Linked DNA regions of Cyprinus carpio: region 1 is linked to region 2. A link is a contact called in public Hi-C data. All regions are on one chromosome and are shown on one strand. The core of a region is the stretch at or near the end of the contact, and the rest is flanking DNA. Distances in the headings are between cores, read along the strand shown.

Region 1 (7,480 bases), core at 2,094-4,593, 33 kb after region 2:
ACTTTTCCCATCAACTGGTCGAAATGCACAACACCGCTGTATGCTGCTTGAAAGACGCGTGTGCGCTCTGATGTAAACAAGCAAGCGTGAGAAGCACAAGGAGAGCATGTGAGAGACACACTGAATGAAAGCACATTCACTCTCAGACAGCAGATGGCGCTAAACTGCAGAAAATGCAGCCGTTACCCTGGAAACCCCATAAATAAAGCAGCTTAGCTACTTTCTAAAACGTATTTAAATAGATTTAAATAGCCATTCAGATTTGTGGATTTGCTGTGGTGTTCATCACAGTGCCAAATACTTAAATATTTAGACTTAATAGGCTATTCATTTTCAAACTTTTTTTTACATAGCTTTACGTAGCTATTGCTCATTGTGAATGTTAATGCATTAACTAAGGTTAACTAATGAGATCTTATTGTAAAGTGATACCTATTGGTCTTTAGTTCTTTTGCACTTTAATCTGTGGAAAACGTTAAGCTTTATTTTTTCTCTATTTCTTTTTTGTATTTAAATAATCAGTAATTTTGATTATAAGAAAAAAGTTATTAAACATTTTATACTGTATTATGACCACTTTTTTTGAAACTACATTTCAACATCGTGATAATTTCCTATAAAGCATTAGCAATAAATCGCAACATGAAAATTTTATACTGGCATATCCCTACTTCAGTGTCACATGATCCTTCAGAAATCATTACAATTTGATTTGATGCTCAAGAAACATTTGTGATTATTATCAATGTTGAAAGTTGTGTGAAAATGGTGATGCATTTAATTTTTCAGGATTCTTTAATAAAAAGCTTAATGAACAGCATATTTGCATTTATCAAATATAGGCTATTAAATTTATTAAAGCATTAAATATAAATATTTTTAAACATTTTAAAAGTCTTCACTCACTGACTATCACTGAATGAAATTTTAAAGCCTAAGTGAACATAAGAAAATGTTAAACCAAACATCTTAAATCTTGAACAGTAGCCTAAAATGTATTTATATTTACATCATTTTTAAAATATCAAAGCAACATTGTGATGCTATTTCGGTGCCATTTTGCACAGAATGTTTTAAGAAGAAACTCAAATGACTAAATGTAACTATTACAAACTATTTACTTGGTAACCTTCGAAAGCGCAGCAGCATATCAATGCACATGCTAATGAAAAAGCACAATCAGAGTTATTTATGGACACAGAGAGTTCCCACGCTGTTCAGAAAGGACGTCTCGCACTTAATTTCACCTCTAAGCATCCATTTCTAAATCCACTAAAATGGTTGTTCTGACATACAAATGACAAGTAAAGATATCAGGGCAAACACAAAAATAAAAGCCACGAGACTGAACAACAGTATGCATCGCAATATATTCTGACAGTTTGTGTCAGCAATCGAAAAAAAGATCTATGGGAATTGTAAAACGCATGACCGCTGAAGAACTAAACAGAGAGTAAATCAGTCTAATCCAGCCATTACAGACGACAAAACGCTTGACCACAAACTCCAAACAAACCATATATCAGAGTTTTAACCAGAGAAATTTATCTGTCACAACATCTGAACAAATCAGGTCTTAAAACAAACACGAAATGTTAAGTGACATGAAACACAGCCTGCAGTCATCCGACAGTCTTGTGCTGCAAACATCCAGCAATTTACAACACAAATAACACACCAAAACAAACCCAAACGACTCGGTTTCCAGTTACTTTTCCAAGAAAAACACCATGAACACTAGTATTTAGGCTATAGGTTAGCCAGCAGAGAAAAAGCATGCACTTCTATCTCAAAAATTAAAACTTTAGTGAGGTGCAGAAGAGTTTCTCCAATGTTATTCTACACCAGAGCTGTCTTATCACAGCTTTAACACAACAACGCTACACGTAGTAGTGGAAACTATGATGATAACACTTAAAAACAAGGCTGCTCTCCAATGAGAGGACTCAGGAGGTGACCCTTGACCACCTTAAAATTCGCCTCAAGCGTGCACGCTTCGTCAGGCTCACCTTGAGTTTCTATGAACAAATCCTGCATTTGAATTCTACAAACACAACACTGCATCCGATATGAATAAGAACAGGCTCAAACAGTAAACAGCCATCACTCACGAACCTCCACAAGAGACACGTGACATGCTGCGGTCACCAACGGTTCGGTTAAAACTGCTAATAAAGCTGTTAGAATAAAATCTATAAGCCAAGAGCAATCTCTTTTGGAAATATTCCAAATGTTCACCAGGTAATGATCTCATTAACATCCGTTAGAGTAACACAAAAGAATGCAATGAATTAAAAACGTAAGCCGTTTCTTTTAATGCTTGGAAAATGCAAAGTGTTGTTCACATGACCCAAAAATCTGATTAAAATATGCAAGTGTGTCTTATTTTGATTGAAGAAACAAGAATATTGGCTTATTCTGGTTGAGGCAATCAAGTTAGTGTTCACATGACACTTATATAACTGAAATGGGTAAACTGTGAATTAAATCAGAATATTTTTGTGCGTGGATTTTTTTTTTTACACTTTCTAAACGCTGCCTTCCCAAAAAGCGAAGTCTGGATGAGAAAACAATTTCACAAGCATAGAAATACTCATGACTTTCGCAATCATCCTCATCTGGTTTAGGCCTTAACCCTGTAGGACAGACTTGGTCACCATTCACTTTAATTGTATGAAAAAAAAAGAAGAAAAAAATAAAAATAAAAAAACCTAAACATGCAAGTGAATGGTGACCAAGGTTGTCAACATTCTCTGTTTGGGATCCCCACAGAAGCAACGTCAGTCATATAGGACTGGAACAACATGAAAGTGAGTAAATTACAAAATTAACATTTTTGGGGTAAACTATCCTCTTAAATATGTCGTGATATTTCCAGGTTTCGCGTGACAGCGGGAGTTCCCGCCCTCTGGCTGCCGTTTCCCGCCACTGCAGGGAGAAAATCCAACAAGATGTCGGTGGCTTCGCGGTCACATGACTCCTTTTGTGTTTTGCTGCACGATTCGGGTCGGAACGGATTGACAAACCCCGTTTTTAACACCACAAACATCTATCAAATAAATCCAACTGTATAAACCATTCACTAAATTCGGTGCACACTGCAAAACGGCTCCAAAATACCGTGTAAAACGCTTCACGCACAGCCGGCCATTTTGTAGCATCCAAACCTGCGCAGATTGACAGTAAAAAAAACAATAACAAAACAAATCTGTATCGCACAAAATCGGCAGTTGCATGGTAAAAATCGTACCGATTCCTCGTCCTTCTCCATGCCGGTGGGCATCTGCGGCACGGTGCGGTTGATGGACGCGTACTCGTGCAGGTCCGGCAGATCCTCGCAGCGGAACACGGGCAGCGGTTTGAGAGCGTCCAGCGCCCGCGCCCTGAACGACAGTTTACTCATTTTACTCTATAAATCTATCCGATCCCCTCACAATCACCCATAAAACCGCCACAGATCTCATGGAGGAGGTTGGATGGAGTTGGAGGACGTAAAAAAAATAATGGAACAGAAGAGCTCCAGCGAGGAGAAGGAGAGGCGGGTGTGTGTGTGTTTGTTTTCTCTCGCTGCCTCAGTGCGCCATTCTCAACATGGCGGACATTAAAAACACCCTCCTCCCGCACACACTCACGTGAACGCGCGCCTCAGCCATTCCAGCACGGCTCGTGCACGCGAGCGCGCTCACATGCCTACATAAAGATCACTTTTCCTTCATCCATTTATATCGCTTCAAAACCTAAATAAATTGTTATATCGTACCTGCAAAATATATCAGGTCAACATTAATGCAGATAACGCACTAGATATCACTCATCTTAAACTACATTTTAAACATGCTAATCTGACACTGGGTGTAGGATTTAAAGTTCACTGATTTTATTTTTGTTCCGCCAAAATCACTAAATAATAATATTACTTACACAAAAAATAACCTGAGATAATAAATAAAAAAATCCGACAGCTACAGACCACTTTAAATTCTGAAAAACAGTCCAATCACATGAAAAGTGACACAAACCATTTTGCCACACATTTTAAAGATTTATGAATACTTTTTTCTACATTTTAGTGGCATTGTGTTATCTTGGCTGAAACTATGTTTATCTAACATAAAAAAAAAAATAAATAGGCCTATATAGACTCACAGACTATTTTTTTTTTTTTTCTAATTTCAGCCAACAGTAACTACAGCTGTACTCCATATTATTGTACATTTGGTTAAATAAATAAATAACATCAAATGTTGCATATATGCATGGACACTTAGGATAGCCCATTTACAATTCAACACTGACGTATTTTCTTGTAGCCCGAAGCTTTATAATTACTCTATTACATGTTTAGACTGTGTTAATGTCACAAAACTACTATTAGTGCATTTTGTCCATTAATATTACAATCAGAAGACAGGTCCTTTCAGACTCTTGTGTTAGGAGACGGCGCCCTCGTTTGGTCAAATCCAGAAACACCAAAGAAATACATCTGACTTGTGAACTACAAACACGGTACAACAATATAATTCACAGCTCATGAAGTTGCCCTGTCCAAAAACATACCACACTAAATTACACATAATAAATGTAAAGTCATGTAATAATAAACACATATGACTGGCTTTTAGAAAACAGCCACATGGAGGTGCAATGCAAGTAATGAACTCACGTCACAGTTTTATGTCTGCATACCTTTCTACAATGAAATTATAATTTCAACCAACACACTACAATTGATTGCACAATAATTAAACAATTAACCCAGTCGATGAGTTCTTCAGTTTTAGTCATTAACCTACACAGATGTCAGAAAGTGAGAAAAAGAGAAGTGCAACTAGGTGTATCAGTAGAGTATTAACTAACAAATGTTCTCATCTGCTGTTAACTGATAAACACACACACACACACACACACACACACACACACACACACACACACACACACACACACACACACACACACACACACACAAAAAGACAGACCAAAATGGGCAATAAATATATATTATATATAATTATAACTAAGATATTTGTATTAAAATACATGAAAATATTACAAATAAAAATACAATAATATAAAGACAGTATTCCCCGTGACTATGCCACTATCATAACCCTCAGCTGCACTGTTTTCAATGCTACAGTCATAAACTATGGGATAATGTCACACTTTTTGCTCACCTCAGAAAACAGTTGCTTGTTGAACTATGACATTATGAACACAAACTGCTTCTGAGCAGGAAGAGGACGTGAAACTGAGAAGCAGTTTGAAAAGCAGGTCACTTGAAACGCAAAACTGTCTTTTCCATTGGGTTTGAGAAAGATAACAGGCAAAGAAATAAAAAAACAAAACAAAACAATATGCTTATTCAAGTAATCCTACCCTGTCATTAAAACTAAAATAGCACAATAAAACCTACCATAAAAACCACCCTCAACGGCAGAGAGTTGGGCTGCAAAACTCACAAGAATGGAAGTAGACAGGTTTATAGAGAGAGTGTGACCTTCAGCAGAAGTTATAATATTTTAAAAGTCACTTTGGATAAAAAGCATGTGCTAAAGGTTAGTTAGAACAACCACGATCAGGACTAATTAAAGACCACACAGGGTACAAGCTAAACGATGGTATAGCAGCCTTAATCTCAGGTCACATCATTTTTGACAGAAAAAGGAAAATACATGCATACATAAGCAAGCTATCATAATGGCAGTCTGCTGTTTATTGACACTTGATATCATGACTTCTAAAGTATACACAAATACATCTTCCACAACATTCCTTTCTTTAAAATGCATTCAGATCATATTAATAGCTTTTCAGACATACCTTTTTATATTAAGACAAATAGGCTTATTATTCGTATTGTCTAGTTTTTAATCACAGGATGATTCGTTAGTCAAGGTGGAGAGATCATACTCAAGGCCTCAACTACAATCCAGACCATAAGTCTATTAAGCACTGATATATTGTGAATAATAATACACATATCTCCAAACAACGCACAATTAAAGCTTGTAACACTACATCTCTTTTTGTGCAAGTCTTCTGAAGCTTAAAACTTATTCTGAAAAACACATAGAAGCATCAAACATCTTAAACTGGTTTAATAGTTTCAACTGGTCTCTCAGTCTGGCCTATTTGGTTATCAGCTGATTTAACTGGGTGGCTAGGTGGTCTGGCCAGCTGAAAAACAGCCAAATCTCTTTAAAACCAGTCAACACACCAGTTTAAACAGGCTGGGAGACCTGGTTTAAGCAATTTTGTTTTTTAGCAGGAATACATGTATAAAACACATTGTGACTTTTGATTTTATGCATATACAGTATGAACACTGAAAAAAGTACAATCTCCATTTGTGTTCAACTCCAGAGGTCCCAACAGGGGAAGAAAAAAACCTGGCACCAATTCAAGAACAATCCTTATTTAAAGAGCTCCATATTTAATAGTAATGCAATCACTTTAATGAGGTCAAGCAGACGGTGGTGTGCTGTGTTCAGTCCATTACTAAACATTTTCCTGTTCAGTTGTTATATAAATGGAATATTTCATACGGCAGAAGAGACACAATAGGCCACTGGATCTGCGTGGTTATTAACATCTCAGCAGCTCTTGACCAAACCAGGAACAACATAATCTGGCATAAGGCTCAATCTCCTAAAGCTTCAATCTAACAATAGCTCATTTAAAAAGAAAGTTGTCTATAGAAGCATTGGTGGAAAAGAGTAACTCACCCGTTTTTCCACCAGGGTGGATGGTGACAGTTCATCTTAAACATGTCGAGACCACATTCCCAAAGCCATTCGAGGGAGTTGTGGTGGGGAAAGAGGACATACAGCAAACGCGTGTCCAGCTTTACAGTCATCATCTTTGGAATGATATCTGGATCATTATTGCCGCAGAAAATCTGTCTTCATAAACCCAGTGATCATATGATAATCCGCGCGTAAAAACCACCGACGCGCGCACATCCGCTGCGCTGTCACTTTGAATTAATCTCAACGCGAGACTCTTGGCAAAAGTAGCGACCAAACGTTTGTTTTACGACGAGGTCCAGCTCCCTACACAGTCCTTGAAAAGCTCTGGTCGGACCACTAAAGGGTTAATAAGTTTAGCGTCTTCATTGGTTGGAAAGAGACACCGATCACCTGTGGAGAGCAGCGGGGTTGGTCGAGCGCTGGAAGAGGGCAGGAACTTTAAACAGACAGAGAGAAACAGAGTTATAGAATTCATAACCCAATGATATATAATACTATATAATTTCTTTCTATAATACTAAATAAATTCTTTCTTTCTTTCTTTCTTTCTTTCTTTCTTTCTTTCTTTCTTTCTTTCTTTCTTTCTTTCTTTCTTTCTTTCTTTCTTTCTTTCTTTCTTTCTTGTGTCTAATGTCAAGTTCAAAAAATACATTAAAATCCAAAAGTTGTATTTGTTAACATTATTTATGTACTTTGATCTAACATTAACATGATTTTTTTATTAACTAACA
Region 2 (7,118 bases), core at 943-3,442:
TTTACATCGGCCGTGTTTTGTCATTATTCTGATGAAGTTTGGAAGCAAATCGAGTGAAAATAAGATGCTGAATTCAAAGCATTTTGAAAATGACACACTTCCTGCTGCCAGTTGGTGGATCGGCATCATACATCGAACAAACCGATGAAGTTGATCAAACTCAGGTCTTGTATGTTGATGTTATTATGACATTTCCTGTTTCTCATTCTCTCGCCTATAATTTCAACGCCTCGCCACGACAACCTTTTGAGATATCAAAAATATGCTCGCAATTTGCATCCCCAATTTCTTGTAGATCATTGTTCTCCGAGTTTTGTGGCAAACGTTGGGAGTGCCTCATAGGAGTATATCAAATTCCAGAGCATGTGTTTTTCACAAAACCCTAAATAGCCAACTTCCTGTTGGGCGGAGCTTATGACATGCAGTTCGCGAAAGTTGTTTGGTTTGATGAGATATACATGTGTACCGAGTTTCATATGTATACGTGCAAGTATGCATGATATATGGCCACAATATTACCAGGGGGCGCTGCTGTAGAGCCCCTGTGCCACGCCCGTGTATCAGTCTCTGCCCGGCCCTAATGGCCGCAGATTCCCCAAAGGTGTGGTTGCCAATTTTCAAGAGTTTTTGAGCATGTTAAGGGCCCCAAAAGCCCCCGAAACCTTGGAAAAAAAATTAGAAGAATAAAGAAAAAAAAAAAAAAAAAAAAAAAAAAAAAAAAATAATCCTAAGGAAAACAATAGGGCTCTTCGCCCTCCAGGCTTGAGCCCTAATAATCCTAAGGAAAACAATAGGGCTCTTCGCCCTCCAGGCTTGAGCCCTAATAAGTGCTAAATAATAAAAATAATAATATAATAAAAACCCTGGTAATCCTAAGGAAAACAATAGGGCTCTCGCCCTCCAGGCTTGAGCCCTAATAAAATATGTCTGCAATGCACCACTGCCATCATACTTCTGGGAATATTTGGTGCGTTTGTGTTGACGTCCTCTGGGCCTTTCTCTGGGTGTGAAACCGTGTTTAATTAAATGCGACATTTGCAGGGATCAGCATTTCCCATGGATCAGTTTTCCATCTAATTCTCATGGATGAGTCAATATAACAAGGACCAAACTGACTTACTCCGAAATAAACGTGCAATACCTTTTTGAACCACTAAATGGCGCTTTAGGACATCAAAGAGTCCCACATAGGAATTCAGTGGAGAATTAATGTTATTTCATCTTTCTGGGAAGCTTAGAAGCATATTTTGTTATTTCAGCAATAAATGGACAAATAATGTCATTAGTTACTCGAATGATTTGATCATATTAATTTAAAAATGTAAATAATAAAAAAGATTTATTTGATAAAAATAAGATAATAAAATAAATAACATTAATAAATTATGTGTGTGTGTGTGTGTGTGTGTGTGTGTATCTTGACAACAATGCTTCCTCCCAAATTTCTGTGAAACACTATTAAGATCTATACACTTTATAGAATGTGCACATAATGGTAATATTTATTGTAATGTAATGTATGCTGATATTAATAAAATAAAAAAAAAACACTACCGTTTTTTTTCTTGTATTATCACATTTTAAAAAATATATATATTATTTTATTCTTTATATTGTATTTTAAAATATTCTATGGTGGTAATGAAAAACATAATTGAAAATTTTACTATAAGTAAAATGGGGTAAAATGCTTGACCTAAAATTATCTAATATATAATATAATATAATATAATATAATATAATATAATATATATAATCATAATATAATATAATATAATATAATATAATATAATATAATATAATCCAAGATATGTACATTTTTAAAAGTTATTAATTTGTTCAATGTTTCTGAGCTATTCAAAGACTTAGATAGCAGCTAAAAACAGACTGCAATGATGTCAGATCAACATAACATAAATGGAAGCACATATACACTGTACATAATGCTGTCATTCTTGATCACTCTCTGCATGCTTTATTTATTCTCTGTATTGCCTCATCATCACAAATCTTTGCTCTTTCACACAGTCTTCACATTCCCAGGAGAAACATCTGTGCTGTGAAAAATCTTCTTTAATAACTTACAAAGCCAGCTTATATAACATTTAAAGATGTCCTGGCAAGAGCAGAGCACACTCGATAAGTGATGATTCATTTGGATGGCACTCAGCTTCACAGCGTTATATGCATGTGTTACATTGCACTTGAATGGGCTGTAAGTGAAGCACTGTAACTGAAAAGAGGCAAACTAATAAGACGAAAAGTGGATAATGAGAAATTTTTAAACGTTTTACATGGAAAACCAAAATACTGTACAAGCAGTATACATAATTCTGCAGAAACAAGAAATTCAGTCCGAGGAGAGAGAGAGAAAACAGTGGAAGAAAGAGAACAGCTGCAAATCAAATGTTTTTCAAGCCTACTGGCTCCAGCTTCATTGTCTGGAATCAACACAAGCATCGTATTCCATCTAAACAACAATAATAATACAAAAATACTATCACAAAAAATTAATACAACAAAGCAACAACTGAAAAAACACGTCTTTTTGTTTTTTGTCTATATTCAATATCACTCTGAATATCAGACATAAATAATTCTAAGCAGAAATGCTGAATTTGTTTGGTTAATAATTCAGTTTAAGTATTTAATTTAACTTTCAAAATGCAGTTTATTGAATGGCCAGAGCTGGGGTTTGCGGGGCCACGGTGCAACTTGTGCCTGTGGGCCCTGTTAAAAAAACAGTAAAAATAAAAAAAAAAAAAATATAAAAAAGATACAAATTAAACAATGTTAAGGTTTTTTTTTTTTTTTTCAAGTTTGTAGGTGTCCAGGTACAGAAAAGGAATAATCAAATGTAAAATAGCATTGTCTTCACTGTATAAATGAATATAGATTAACTCTTGGTAAAACTACGAAGTAATTCAGTAAAGGGCTGTGAGTAATTTTCTCCCATTTAATTTCTTGGATTAACATTAAGGAAACTGACAGCAGCTAGTGGACTAAATTGGGCGTGGTCACTTTAAGAAACAATGCATCCAGTATAACAATTTTTTGGAGGATACTCGCAAGGAAAGGTATTGTGACATAATTTTGTATGTATTTGTTGGTTCAAGATCAAAAAGAAACAAAACTCAATTCTGTGTTCAAGGTCTGTGAGGCCTCTTTTTAGCCTGGCCTCGGCCAGTCGGTTGAAATCAGCCATGGGCCTCTATAATCGTCACCACCTTTCACCCCTCTAGCGACGGCCTTAACACAAGCACAAAAATAACAATAAAACAACACAAATGTTAAACGTTCTATTTTACATTTACAGTATACCATTTAATTTATCATTTTAAGTGATTAAGCATAATCTTTTACATCAAGAGGTTTCAAAATGATGAGAAACAATTTAAATCAGTTTGCAATGTCCCTAAAACAAACAGTGTTGTGTGTAAGCATGTTCTGCAATGACAAAACATGGCACATGTTCCTGTAGACTGACTAGTTGAGATCAGTAAACAGACGGAAGGGTGGGATTAGAGTCAACACTAAAGATCTGCTTTAGGACTGGTACAGCACTCAGCTAAACCTCATCTTAAACCTGCTGGATTGCTTTTAATAAAAAAAAAAAAAAATTATTTTATTTATTTTTTATTTTAGTTTTTTTATATTTTATTTTTTTAATTCCACATTATCCATTCACTGTAAAAATTAACTTAAAACTTACATTAAACTGACTTAAATCAAGTTGTTTTCATATAACATAAAAAAGTTGCAAACATTATTTTAAGTTAAAATAGGCTAATGTAAAAACATAAGTTGCCATGACTTATTGGTCATTTCAAAATGTGAAAAAAAGAAGAATAAAAAAGCAAACAAACAAAACCTCTCTAATGCACTGAGTAGCAAAGCTAAAGTGTTTTGCATGAAGAAAAAAACATCACATGTTCCAATTATTTGTGAATTCTCCCAATGATTAGTACGTGACATCTGACAATACAAAAGCCTATATTAATGATTACAGGGGAAGGTAGCCCCATCTGACATTTTATGCTGTATACGCACACCCCTTACAGAAATGTATTAGCAATCATATAGCTTCTGCCAAAATAATGTAGGCTTCTTGATATTAGGCCAAATAAAAACGATAACATGATTCTTAAAACTTCTTACTCTATTTGAAGGAGATGTCATTTTTTAATGATTTTACATTAAAAAAATACAGTCTAATATAGTGTCAATATTAGTGACATTGAAGCACAGCGTTGTGATATTCTCCATGTAAATGTGATCAGCGGGACAGACTGAGGTGCTGATGATAATCCGTGAGCAAACACACCTCATGTGCTCAGAGATCAGAGGAGTAAATGATTGCATGACAGGGGGTTTGTGTCAGTTAAGCGTCCTATGCATGCTACCGGGTGAAGGTTTCATCTAATACATGTCTGACAATGGTTTCTAAGGGCCTTCAATGGAGCTAATACTAGAACAGAAGAGTTGGAATATTAACAGGCTTCTCGATTTTTTTTTTTGCAGTATATAGGTTTGTATCAAGATTATAGTACAATAAAAAATGTAATTAAAAAAACCTTAACAAATAAAATATTTATATATTGTTAGCTATAATTGCCAATATAATATTAATATACTTTAAGATATTTGTAAAGAAAAAAATAGCTTAACTTATTGTAATAAATTAACTAAAGCTAAAACACAAACACACATTAGACATTAATATATATATATATATAGCCTATATATCTAAAAATGAAAATGTAAAATATAAAAATAAAAACGAATTCAAACTATGAATAACAAATTAGCAATATATTAATAGAACATGTGCCAAAATGTGCACAGTACAAAATACTACGTCTCAAAATGCAATGCACTCAGCCCAGTCACAATATAGTTTGTGAATACAATCAAGCATGTGAAAAGTACTCATTATGCAATGACAAAGATTTCAAAAAGTATTATGCCACATTTGTGTCATATGATCTCATTACATGGCATATTTATACATGGCATATGCTGTCTAGTTATACACACACACACACGCAGTACGCATGCTCTCTCTCTCTCTCTATATATATTGTATGAATGCAGTATGCATGTTATAGAAATAATAGGAATACAGTCTTGTGTGTGTATTTGGGCGATAGGGAATTCCAGTCACAGCTCATTAGTCTCACAGGTGCAGCTCATTAAATATTAATTAACACACACACACACACACATTTACAATTCAGGAGTGTTTTGGTCTAATGAATGAAGATAGATGTGGGTGTAGGTTTAAAGCAATAAATACACAGCTTCAGTTCTTGAGTGTATTTGTGGTAATGTGTTTGGGAGTGAAAAAACAAAGCCTCTGTGATAAAGCCCTAAAATAGATGAGTAATACTGCAGGAGCTAAATAAATCCACTCCAGCATCCATCCATACTGAACACACACACATTGCCCTTCATGTTGTCTCACTTTTTCTCAATAGTTCACTTAAAAGAATCCCTCGTATCATTAGTTCACAGCCGTCCCACTGGATTGAACTATTGATCTGATGAGAAGTTTGCAGCTCGAACACAATTTGCAAAGATTAACAACTTAACATACTTCAGCAACAAAACAGAAAGAAAAAGAAAAGGAAAAAACGAAGGATAAATGTATTAATAAAAAATACTCTTCCAACAATATTAAAAAAACAATTTGATGTTTAAAGAGATGAAAGCCTTGTGCACAATATATATCTATTATGTAATTATATAAATACACACATGAATGTTTAAGAAAATATGTTTTGTTTATACACAGAATATTAATATTTATATAGAATATAAATTATAAATATATAAAAATATATACATGTATGTTTCTGTATTTAGATATACATAATAAATGTACACACACACATACATATTTTGTAAAAAAAAAAGATTAATCGCAATTAGTTGTTTGACAGCAATATATATATATATATATATTGGACGTGATTAATCACAATTAGTTGTTTGACAGCACTAATATATATATTACACATCAAGTAAATGACCTCAAAATGAACTGCTGCAGCATGTTGTCAAGTCGACATCATAAATATTGCTCATCCCTGGATTAAAGTCCAGGGTTTCTTCTTTTTCTTTGCCATGCAAAAAGCAGAGTAAATATGGCGATCTATCAGACCAGCCAATTACCGTCATTATCCTCAAGCTCTTCTTCAGTAGCACGCTAAACATCGACCAGCACATCGATCAGACGGAAATGCTCGTTTGGAAAATGACAGATTTAGACTCCCTGCTCTGAGAATCTTAAACAAAAGAGTATGAAGAGAGAGACAGCAAACTGAATGTGATTCATGTCGTGCATGAAGTTTAGAAGTTATAGACAGACAGACAGATACCCAAACACTCTTGCATCATTGCAGCAAGTTTGTCTCTTTAATCTCAGCAGTGAAAGAGACTCTTTGTTTCATGAATCCACTTTTAACCGAAGCAAGAGTTGAGGACATCTACTCCAGTCCGTCTGCGTCTCTCCTCTTCTGCTCCTGCGTTCTCTCTCTCCGGGCGGATGAGGTTTAGGCAGGTGCATCAGACACAGTGCCTCTGTTGTGAGTCCTCTCACTGATCCATCTATCCTCTCAGTCATCTATCTATCCTCTCCTCCGTCCTTTCCTCCAATCTCTTTGAACAGATGCGTACAAATCCTCTCACTGGCAGCCAAAACACACCCTGTGCCAAACATCCCAGGCACTCAGACCAAAAACAAGAAGAAATATTCTGGAAACTTGTTTTGCTCTCACAGTGTATTAAATGGAGAGAATATTTCATATTATTCACTGTTCACACACACACACACACACACACACACACACACACACACACACACACACACACACACACACACACACACACACACACTGCTGGAAACTTGTTTTGCTCTCACAGTGTATTAAATGGAGAGAATATTTCATATTATTCACTGTTAAAAATAATGTTTCCAGACATAGAGTAAAACATTATTTCACTGTTTGACAATCAGTGTTGTTATTGGTTTAAAAAAAATAAAAAATAAAAAAATAAATAAAAATTGCCGTTGGAATTAACAGAAATAAAAAAGTACTAAGAATTACTAAAACTGA

Evidence for each region. Hi-C and Micro-C count contacts between places; a contact is called where the count stands out from the background.
Region 1: a contact with region 2 is called in a Hi-C map of skeletal muscle, with 2.5 times the contacts expected there. The contact joins two enhancer-like sites. A contact is called at or near these places in 3 of 8 Hi-C or Micro-C datasets (liver and skeletal muscle).

What each region holds. Positions count from the first base shown.
Region 1 is chrA12:22,299,403-22,306,882 of ASM1834038v1, forward strand. It overlaps the pseudogene LOC109073513 and the pseudogene LOC109082871. Among protein-coding and RNA genes, the nearest start is that of LOC122147114, 25 kb to the left of the region's middle. Within about 2 kb of position 3,344, at least 7 of the 8 cell types and tissues checked have an H3K27ac peak or open chromatin away from gene starts, as enhancers often do. A contact at or near this core is called in skeletal muscle, where this site is marked.
Region 2 is chrA12:22,267,774-22,274,891 of ASM1834038v1, forward strand. No RefSeq gene overlaps it. Among protein-coding and RNA genes, the nearest start is that of LOC122147114, 6.7 kb to the right of the region's middle. Within about 2 kb of position 2,193, at least 1 of the 8 cell types and tissues checked has an H3K27ac peak or open chromatin away from gene starts, as enhancers often do. A contact at or near this core is called in skeletal muscle, where this site is marked.